2 separate regions of the Mustela erminea genome follow, and region 1 is linked to region 2. A link is a contact called in public Hi-C data. All regions are on one chromosome and are shown on one strand. Each heading gives the region's core, a stretch centred on a gene start, on an enhancer-like site or on the middle of the called end of the contact. The rest is flanking DNA. Distances are from core to core; before and after follow the strand shown. Region 1 holds the start of DUSP1 (dual specificity protein phosphatase 1). Region 2 holds the start of RPL26L1 (60S ribosomal protein L26-like 1).

The links. Hi-C and Micro-C count contacts between places; a contact is called where the count stands out from the background.
Region 1: a Hi-C map of skeletal muscle shows a contact between it and region 2, with 7 times the contacts expected there. The contact joins the promoter of DUSP1 here to the promoter of RPL26L1 in region 2. A contact is called at or near these places in 2 of 3 Hi-C or Micro-C datasets (skeletal muscle and spleen).

Annotation. Positions count from the first base shown.
Region 1 is chr3:102,863,754-102,869,107 of mMusErm1.Pri, forward strand. It overlaps DUSP1 (dual specificity protein phosphatase 1), which reads left to right and starts at 2,133. Exons shown (of 4, transcript XM_032336998.1): 1 at 2,133-2,759; 2 at 3,049-3,194; 3 at 3,535-3,754; 4 at 4,194-5,238. The coding sequence starts at 2,393. The coding sequence ends at 4,564.
Region 2 is chr3:102,699,997-102,705,299 of mMusErm1.Pri, forward strand. It overlaps RPL26L1 (60S ribosomal protein L26-like 1), which reads right to left and starts at 2,573. Exons shown (of 6, transcript XM_032334902.1): 1 at 2,497-2,573; 2 at 2,469-2,495; 3 at 2,401-2,467. The coding sequence starts at 2,564.

The DNA.
Region 1 (5,354 bases), core at 883-3,382, 160 kb after region 2:
TGGGCCTCTGACCCAACCACACATACCAGTGTTCTGTGGGGAACTTCTCCCCAGGTTCTGATGCCAAACAGTAGCATGATGCTAGAAGAACAGCTTGCTGGGAAGGGGGAAACAGGAGATTTAGTGAGTCATAATGGGAAGGGGTAGGATAAGGCCTGGGTTCCTTACCCTTACCATCTCTCACTTGGGCCTCAAACCATCCACGGAGTAGGCAGTTGTAAACCCATTCTACAGTTGTGGGCTTAGAGGCTCGGTAGGGAAAGAGACGAGCCTAGGATTACCCAGAAATAAAATAACAGCATGGGGGGGTCAAACTATGCTCTTTCCAGAAAAGGATAAAGAGGAAAAACCCACAGAGCTCAGCAGATACCCGACTCTGAGGCCAGACTGTGCTACCACCACTATAATGGCTGTATAAAAAGGGTTTTCTTTCTTTTTTTTTTTAATGTGGGTGGGAGAAGATATAATGAAAGCTCTTGGTTGAAAAAAAAAGGGGCAGATAAAGCTGGTATGCTGTGAAAAGTCAGCAGCTGTAACATTTTATGATTCAATGCAAAAAATATGTTGAGTTCCTCAGCTCAATAAGTAGTATAAACAAAGAAATGTTTTCTCTTTTTGAAAAGATATAGGGGTTGCCATTATCTGAGGACCTCTTTTGCTGTCCTCAATGTTCATCTAAAGGTTGAAAATGTCCTTTAAGTAAACGCACTCAACCCGGAAATTTTCTAGAACGTAGGCAGAAAGTTTGAGCATGTGTGAACACAGAAGCTAAACAAGGCAAATGCAGAAGTTGTCCCAGTGATACAGTCCACAGATCAACGACACAGGGTCCTTGAAATCCCCATCCCATCCCCCGCCTCAGCGGGAGAGGGGAAGAAACCGCAGAATGTTCCTGACTCTGCACCCTGGCCAGGTGGCGCAATGTTTATGTTTGTGTACCTAGCACCTCGGCGCCGCCCTCCCTGCCCAGGGGGCCGTCACTCCGCTCGGGTGGCCGCGTGGGCTCTGCCCAAACGTTCGTCCTCAACTCCTGAAGCGCCGTAGTACTGGATTTCGAATTTAGCCCACATAGACGGTGAGAGTCGGCGTGGGGATCGAAACCCCGAGTTTAGGGCATAGTGGGCGCCCAGAGTACATACAGAGAGAGCGGTCTCAAGCGAGAACGTGGCCAGAAACGTGTCCGGTGACCCCTGGAGGGCAGTGTCGAGCCACGCTGGGGGCGGCGGCGGGGGGGGGGGGGATCACCTCCCCAAATGCAGAACTCCGCAATCCACCAGGGCACCTTATGACCCCATACTTGCCATTTCAGCCCCCTTACCCACCTTTCTTGGCTCAAAGCCCTCTAGGAACGACGTGATTAGAAATAACTCCCCAGAGTGGGGCTTCGATTGGAAGGCATTTTACTTGTTTAAACATATTATTTTCTTAAGTGACAGGAGGACAAGGCTGGGAAATGGGAAAACAATCCCCTAAACTTCACCCGACTCACCCCGGTTGTCCTTAGTAAGAACATATTCATGGACAAACATTACATTTTCCTCCAACCCCCATTTCAGATTCCTCTTTGTCCCCCACTCCCAGCATTGTGATACTGGGCGAGTAAATCGCTTCTCCTGGGGGAACCCGAGTTTTCCGCGCGTACTGGTGACGAGGAAATGAGCGAAACGGACACACTTGTATGCAAAGGCGCAGGAAGCCCCTTGCCGCCGGCCGCGGCAGCAGAGGGGCGCGGGGAGGGGCACTGGGGAGGGGGAGGAGCGGAGAGGCCACTGGCCGGCGGCCCGCTCTCCCAGCCGCTCGGATTCCAGAGGTCAGCGTTTGGCTGGCAGCGCGCCCGCCACCTCTCCTCCCCCCGGGTCCGAAGAGCCGCGCAGGCCGGATCCCCGGGGACGCGCCAGGCGCAGGCCGGACTGCCGGACTGGGGCCCGAGCCAGCAAGCAGCCAGCGGATCCCGCTCCGAGGCCGATGACGTCTTCCCCTCTGGCTCCGCCGGCGCCAAGCCGGGCAGGGCGGGTGACGTCACCATACGGTCACGTGATCACCATTCAAACAAACAACTCCCCTCCCCCGGCGCGCCCGCTTCTCCCCGCCCCTCCCCGCCCCGCCGAGAGGCGGCATATAAACCGGTTCCTCGCGAGCCGAGCTCGCTGTGAAGGACGCCGGGCTGTGATAGTTGTGGCTGGGGCTGGAGGGGCAGTCGGGGGAGCAGCAAAGAAGCCTAGGCGGCCGAGAGCCCCGCGCGACGCCTCCCGCACTCAGTCTAAGCGTAGTTTGGGGTTCGGCGCAGGGAGAACTAGGGTCGGGCTTTTCCTCCAAAGCCGCTGCCCTACCCTTGGCTTCCGAGGACAAAAGAGCACCGCGAACAGGCACGCTGGGGGCGCTAGGGCCGGCCATGGTCATGGAAGTGGGCTCCCTGGACGCCGGAGGCCTGCGGACGCTGCTTCGGGAGCGCGCCGCGCAGTGCCTGCTGCTGGACTGCCGCTCCTTCTTCGCTTTCAACGCCGGCCACATCGCCGGGTCGGTCAACGTGCGCTTCAGCACCATCGTGCGGCGCCGGGCCAAGGGCGCCATGGGTCTGGAGCACATCGTGCCCAACGCCGAATTGCGGGGCCGCCTCCTGGCGGGCGCCTACCACGCCGTGGTGCTGCTGGACGAGCGCAGCGCCGCCCTGGACGGCGCCAAGAGAGACGGCACCTTGGCCTTGGCCGCCGGCGCGCTCTGCCGAGAGGCGCGCGCCACACAAGTCTTCTTCCTCAAAGGTACGCCCTCGGGGAAGTTCTGGCGCCGCACGCCCCCACCCCAGCCACGCCGCCTTGCCGCGGGACCCCTGGCCCTCGGCCCCTTCGGGCTACCCCACCTGGAGCGCGTGGGCGCCCGAGCCCTATTCCGGGGACTTGTCTTTGGCTTTGTTTGGCTTTAAGAACAAAAGACTTTGCCTGGGCCTCTCCGGGGTAAACTTCAGCCCTGGTTGGCGCGGGGTTGGTTAGATGAAGGTGCCCTGTCCCCGACGATACTAATGGAAACAAGTATGTCTCTTTGTCTTCCCAGGAGGATATGAAGCTTTTTCAGCCTCCTACCCGGAGCTGTGCAGCAAACAGTCGACCCCCATGGGGCTCAGCCTTCCCCTGAGTACCAGCGTCCCTGACAGCGCTGAATCAGGGTGCAGTTCTTGCAGCACCCCGCTCTATGATCAGGTTAGTAGGGGGCCTGTGCTGAGGGTGGGGGCAAAGGCCTGGAAGAGCAGTACTAGTGAGAATATCCAAAGTAACCTTTAAGTTTTTAAGGAGGGGCACACAGGGCTACTAATTTATCCCACAGTTAAGGGGTCTGATGGAGGGGAGGCTAATTGCTGACACTACAGAAATGAAATTGAGGCAAATGGGTTTAGTCCCCTATTTATTTATACTCTAACAATAGTGCTAAACATACCCGTTATCTACAACTGACTTTTCTAGCAGGGAGTTTTTGTGGGTGTGGGCGCCAGCATTAACTTTGAGCAAAGCTTGACAAGTGTTGGATATTTCTGGATTTCAGGGTGGCCCAGTGGAGATCCTGCCCTTTCTGTACCTGGGCAGTGCCTATCATGCTTCCCGAAAAGACATGCTGGATGCCTTGGGCATCACTGCCTTGATCAATGTCTCAGCCAATTGTCCCAACCATTTTGAGGGTCACTACCAGTACAAGAGCATCCCTGTGGAAGACAACCACAAGGCGGACATCAGCTCCTGGTTCAACGAGGCTATTGACTTCATAGGTAAATGGACAGACAGATGCTTGGGACTTCTGCCTTGCTCCCCCCATTTTAGTCACCATGCCCAACTCTATGGCAAGGAATTGAATGACATTCGCCTGAGCCTTTCTCCATACATTAACTGTCAGTCTGGTGTGGGCAACATCCCTGCAAAATAGGGATTTGATGTCCTATTCAACAAATTAGCAAACGGAGGCTCAGAAAGTTGAATTGACTTAACTTATCCAAGATCAGTCGGCTTCGTGGAGATGCCTGGTCTTGGTTTAAATCCCTTGCTGTTCTCTGCACAATGCCCACGTTGCCTCCGCAGAGCACTGTTTGATGGCATGAGGTGATGTTGCCATTCTCTGGATAGGACACACCCGTTTCTTAGGCACCCGCTGCCTGGGGTTGGGGTTGTTCCCCCGAGCTCTGGAGTAACTGGCCACCCTTTGTTTTCCAGACTCCATCAAGAATGCTGGAGGAAGGGTGTTTGTCCACTGCCAGGCGGGCATTTCCCGGTCAGCTACCATCTGCCTTGCTTACCTCATGAGGACTAACCGAGTCAAGCTGGATGAGGCCTTTGAGTTTGTGAAGCAGAGGAGAAGCATCATTTCCCCCAACTTCAGCTTCATGGGCCAGCTGCTGCAGTTTGAGTCCCAGGTCCTGGCCCCACACTGCTCAGCAGAGGCCGGGAGCCCCGCCATGGCTGTGCTGGACCGCGGCACCTCCACCACCACTGTCTTCAACTTCCCTGTCTCCATCCCCGTCCACTCCACGAACAGTGCATTGAGCTACCTTCAGAGCCCCATTACGACCTCTCCCAGCTGCTGAAAGTCCACGGGAGGTAACCTCCACAACTCACTGGGACTCTTGGCTCCTTGAGGAGAAATGCAATAACTCTGGGGAGGGTGCTTGTGAGGGCTGGTCCTTATTTATTTAATTTCACCCCGAGTTCCACTGGGTTCCTAAGCAGTCATAGTGATGATGTTGCATCAAGATGTTTGCTGAACTCAGCACGTTCGGGACCAATATATATAGTGGGTACATCAAGTCCCTCTGACAAAATGGGGCAGAAGAGAAAGGACTCCATGTATGAGCCGGTTTCTTTTTGCTTGCTCCTGTTTTTTTGTAGGAACTCTTCATGCTTGACATACCTACCAGTATTATCATTCCTGACGACACATACCTATGAGAATATACCTTATTTATTTTTGTGGAGGTGGTCTGCCTTCACAAATGTCAGTGTCTACTCCTAGAAGAACCAAATACCTCAATTTTTGTGTTTGAGTACTGTAATATCCTGTAAATACACCCTAAGCAGGTCTGTGTTCAGCACTGATGGAAAGCACCAGTGTTGGTTTTTTTTTTTTTTTTCAGTTGCCAGCAGTTGTATGTTTGATTATTTATGAACTGAAATAATATATTTCTTCTTTTAAGAAGACATTTTGTTACATAAGGATGACTTTTTTTATACAACAGAATAAATTATGGCATTTCTATTGAAATCTCAATGGTTTTATTTCTTGGGCAGTCCCAACTAATCCCTCTCCCATGAGTGAACCAGAACCTGGACAAGAGCCTCACAGATGTGTGTCTTGGGATCTGGTGATGGCTGGGTTCA
Region 2 (5,303 bases), core at 1,323-3,822:
CTGAAAGGTTTATGACACAGGCAAGTGAAAAAGTGTTGCCTATTGAAATGTGAAAGATGGGAGAAAAAGCAGATTAGAGACAGTGTTCCAGTCAAGAGTACTTCCAGACTGAAAGCTTGAGACGACTATGAGGTTTGCATACGTAGTTAGATCTGCAGGCCTGTGCTCTGGACAGTAGTTTGGGCTGGGATATAAAAAAGGGACTTGTTAGCACAGGGCAGACGTTTAGATCTTGGAATAGATATTATCACCCAGGGAGGCAATGTATGCAAGATGAGATGTTAGACCACGTGCACACCCTGACAAACTCCAGCATTCAGAGATCAGAGGAGACGAGCAAGGGAATCTGAGAAGTCAAAAGTAAACTGAGCCTGAACGGTCACGGAAACCAAAAAGTCAGACTATTTCAAGAAGGCAGTGCTACCTATGCCAAATGCTGCTGAAAAAGTCAAGCATGAGACCAAGATGTGTCCACTGTATTTATTTATTTTTTTTTTTAAAGATTTTATCTATGTATCCGACAGAAAGAGATCACAAGCAGGCAGAGAGAAGAGGAAGCAGGCTCCCCGCCGAGCAGAGAGCCCGACGTGGGGCTGATCCCAGGACCCTGGGACCACTACCCGAGCTGAAGTCAGAGGCCCCAACCCACTGAGCCACCCAGGCGTCCGGGTCCACTGGATTTAGTCACAAATAGGTTACTGGTGATCTCAGCCGAAAGCAGCCTTCTATTAGGTAGTGAGATACAGATCAGGCTGGAGAGGGTCTAGGCATAAATGGGGAGGTGAGGAAGTGTAGGCAAGTGTTTTGAGTAAACTTTTGAGTAGGGCAGCTACTACTCTGTAGTAGTAGCTGGAAGGAAATGGGAGGCCTGGAAGAGAATCTAAACTTTCCAGTTTTCTTGCAAAATCAAGAATCTGACAATAGGGAGCCTGCATTTCCCATGGTAGCGGTGGGCTGAAGGTACACGACAATTTTCTTTAAATGAGGCATGAGCTTTCCAGTTGCTCTTTTCTTGCCATCAGCCAACATCTCTTTTTTAATGTGCCTACCTAGCCCTTCTAGGCATTTGCAATTCCCCCATTCTAGAACACGTCTGATGGGAAGGACCCAGAAGAGAAGTTACTGTTGAACATACCTCTCAACTATTCTTCCCACTCTATTCCTGTCATTCCCTCAGGCCAAATTATCCCCTGGTTTCAAGCTTCTCCTCAAAATGTTCCTCGAAGCTTTAAAGCGTCCCAGTGCCCTGGAAGATACCCCAAATCCCGTAGCCTTACCCCCATTTCATTCTCTAAAACAATGGTTCTCAATTAGGGGAAAGGGACGGGTGAATTTGGTCCCCAGGGACATTTGGCAACACCTGGAAATGTTTTTGTTTGTCACAAATGTGAGGAGGTACTACCGGCATCTAGTGGGGAGAGGTCAGGGATGCAGCTAAACATCCTACCATGCACAGGAAAGCTCCCCACAACAGAGAACTATCCTATCCAAGATGTCAACAGTGCTGAAGCTGGGAATCCCTGCTCTAAAATGTTGAGCTCCATGCGACAGGTGCCTAGTCAGTCCTGCTTACTGCTAGTGTCTAGAACAGTGCCTGGTCCCTTCAATACTACTTCAAGGAGTTAATCTACCCCCTCAATCAGTCATCCCTCGCTCTCTCTTTCTTACCACACATCCGAAGCTCTAGGAAGAACAAGACAGCTTCACTTTCTCACAAGGATTGTTCTCTTTCATAAGTTCATGCCTCCGACTTGCTGCTTCCCTAGTCTCTCTGCCAAATCCAGTACCACCCAACGCCCAGCCCCTGCTAAACCCAATACTACAGAAACATTCCTCGTTATCATGGCACTTTCTCCCGGAGAATCTGGTTCCCAAGAGCCACCCTGAGCAATGCCTGGGAAACTTGCAGCCAGGGGACTAAATCTAAAAGCAAAGTTTTGCTTGACTAGTATACAACTTTTCTTAAACAGTCATTATTATGGGGGCACCTGGGTGGCTCAGTGGGTTAAAGCCTCTGCCTTTGGCTCAGGTCATGATCCCAGGGTCCTGGGATCAAGCCCCGAGATTGGGCTCTCTGCTCAGCAGGGAGCCTGCTTCCTTTCCTCTCTCTGCCTGCTTGTGATCTGTCAAATAAATAAAGAAAATCTTAAAAAAAAAAAAAAAACCAAACCAGTCATTATTATTAAGGGATTGCATCTGAAAGCTCTACGTTAAGCCGGGTAGGCACATTGGTGGCTGTAGGCTCCATCTCCAGTCCGATACATCTGCCGGGTAACATTAATTGCCACGGTCCTGAGGGCATGAAAGTCTACAACTTCCCTACGTCCTAGGGCACATGACATTCTTAGGCGGCACCAGAGCGACACGCAGCTGGGTAACGAGAGCCTGAGGGAGACCAACCTGGACGTCGTCGTCCTTGCGGATGGGCATGGAGCGAACGTTGTACTTCTGCCTCAGCTCCTTGGAGTGGGGAAGACATGATCTTCCTGCGCACGCGAGGGCGCATTGAAGTGGCGTTTGCGGTTTTTGCTGCGGTCCAAGGTAACCAAGGGGTTGAACTTCATGCTGACCGTCTGCAAAGAGAGGCGTGGGAAGGAGGAGGAGGGTGCTCAGTTGGGTACCAGGGCCTGCTCTCCATCCAAGACACTCCTCCCCATCGCTGCACAGGGACTCTGCGGGAGGTGGCCTCGGGTGGAGGTGACTGAAGGAGGAGAATCGGGGAAGCGAAGGGTCTGGGTGTTACAGAGTAAGGCAAGCTTGGGGAGTGCCCGCCTGACCAGAGGGGCCATAGGAAGAGGGCGGCACTGGGACCTCGAGGCTGACTGTGGGAGGAAGATTCGAGCAGGACAAGAATGCCGGGTCAGAAGTCACGCAAAGAGATCCTTCCAGAACGTGGGGGAAGGATCCACAGGGCGGAGAGCTTCTCTCTCGGACAAAACACCACCCTCTACTCACCTTTAGCGCCCGTTAGGTTCGGGCCCTGAACGCGCAAGGCCGGAAGTGAGGGCTTCCTTGCCGCGCAAGAGAAGAAAGGAAGCGGAGCCCCCTTCCCGTCGGAGCGAGACTGGGTGGCGCCCCCTGCGACTTGGGGTGGGATCGCAGCGCCCCATTCCAAGGGGGCCAGTTCGGGGCTGTGGGGCTTCCGGGGTCCCGCTAGGACCCACGAAGAGTTGGCTCCGCTGGGGAGAAGAGGCATACTTCTCTAGGGCCTGCATTAGAGACCTAGTAGTGTCTCAAAAATAGACTCACTAGAGTCTCTTTCTTATTCCAAACTCTTTCTTTGCCTCTTCTTACCCTCCCTTGAGGTGATTTAGCTGTGAAATGTTAGTTGTTGGATGCTTTGGGCATTCATGATGATCCAAACGCAGTCCGCTGACTTGCTCCTTCAAAATCAGAGAAGCTTGTTCAAAATGCAAATTTTTGTGATCCATCACAGTCCTTTGAAACCAGGCAGTGATAGGTCCAGGTTTTAAAGCAAGCAGTCCCCTCCTCCCGCCCACCCAAAGATTTTGAGGTGCAACAATGTTTGGAGATTGTGAGAACCAACAGCCTGGTCTTGCAAAACTTTCCCCCAGTTTTTTAGTCCTTCTGGGTGATGGAGGGAAAAGGTTGGGGTTCCAAGCCAAGAAAGAATTCTTGAGATGTCTTTAGTGCAAAAAGGTGATTTTATTAAAGCACAAGGACAGAACCCATGGACAGAAAGAGCTGCACTGGAGTCCTGAGGAATGGCCGATTATAAACTTTCAAGCTTGGAGGGGGTCAGGGGTAGCATAAGTCTCTAAAGAATTTTGGAAGCGGGACACCTGTGTGGCTCAGTGGGTTAAAGCCTCTGCCTTTGGCTCAGGTCATTATCCCAGGGTCCTGGGATGGAGCACCGCATCAGGCTCTCTGCTCAGCAGGGATCCTGCTTCTCCTCCCTCTCTGCCGGCTTCTCTGCCTACTTGTGATCTCTGTCTGTCAAATAAATAAATAAAATCTTTAAAAAATTTTTTTTTTGGAAGCAAGGTTACCAGGACCTTGAGGGGCCTAGATATTATGGGGGAAAGGTCATTTTTTGACTAATAAAACCTTAGTCATGAGACCCTTCAGCTGTATATAATGGGCCTTATGCTTGGGGAATGATAACCAACACGCGTCTTGTGGGGGAGAGGGGTAGAGATAAAGGAAGTTTCCAAAGCAATTTTTATATGTTGAAGTAGACTTACAGGATCCTGGGGGTAGGGCTAAGGTTGCCTTTTGCCCTCAGCAAAGTATTAACATCGAGGCAATTGAGTCCCTAGAGAAATGTCACTCTGCCTGTTTAAAGACTTGCCGGTGGGCTGTGAGTAGTAAGGAAATCTAATAATTTTTCTTCTGCCTTTGTTTCCCACATTACTGGGGAGGGGTTGTAGAATCAGACCTGGACCCAAGTGCCTCTTCATGTGGCTGGATGTTGGGGAGATGCCTCCATGTTTCTGAGCCTCAGTTTTCTCATCTGTAAAATGGGGATGATCTTAGCAGGTGACTCATACAGTTGTTATGAGGGTTAAATGAGTTAGTCCATTGGGAGTGTTTAGAATTCACTTACAGTAAGCCGTTATTCCTAATGAAAGAAGAGGGGCTTGCTCCAGGACAGCCCTACATTGGGGCCTCACATCCATGAGTCCTCACTTTCAGACCTTGGCTATTAAGTCCCAGTGACACAAACTGTAAGCTTTCTGTTTGATGTAAACACATTCCGCGTACCTTGCGGGGGGAACCCTCCCCCCAGACTCTGAAGCAGGATCTCACCTGCAGGCTAGTGCGGCCCTGCCCTGACCTCCCAAGTCTGCCCTGCACTCCTGAGTCTGCCCTACCCTCCCGAGTCTGCCCTGCCCTACCCTGCCCTCCCGAGTCTGCCCTGCCCTGCCCTACCCTGCCCTCCCGAGTCTGCCGTGCCCTACCCTGCCCTCCGGAGTCTGCCCTGCCTTGCCCTGCTCTGCCCTCCCCTCCAGAATCTGCCCTCCGGAGTCTGCGCTCTCTGGCGGGTGCCCTTCGCTTGCCCGTCGCGCCCCGCCCAGTGGTATCCGGACTCCGCCTTCCCCCACGGGAAGACCGCCCCCAGGGGCGGCCCCCGCCCCACGTACTAAAAAGGCTAATTAGGCTACTGGAAATGAAAGGTCTTGCTGTGGGGGTGACTCCCAGTGTGGGATCGACTCATTTATCGATAGAATTGATTCATTCATTCAGTTCACATGTATCGAGCTCCTACTTTGTGGCACATAGCAGACAGAACGTTTTGTGGTGCTCAGTTAACGGAGGGACACCCTGAAATTCAGAGAAGA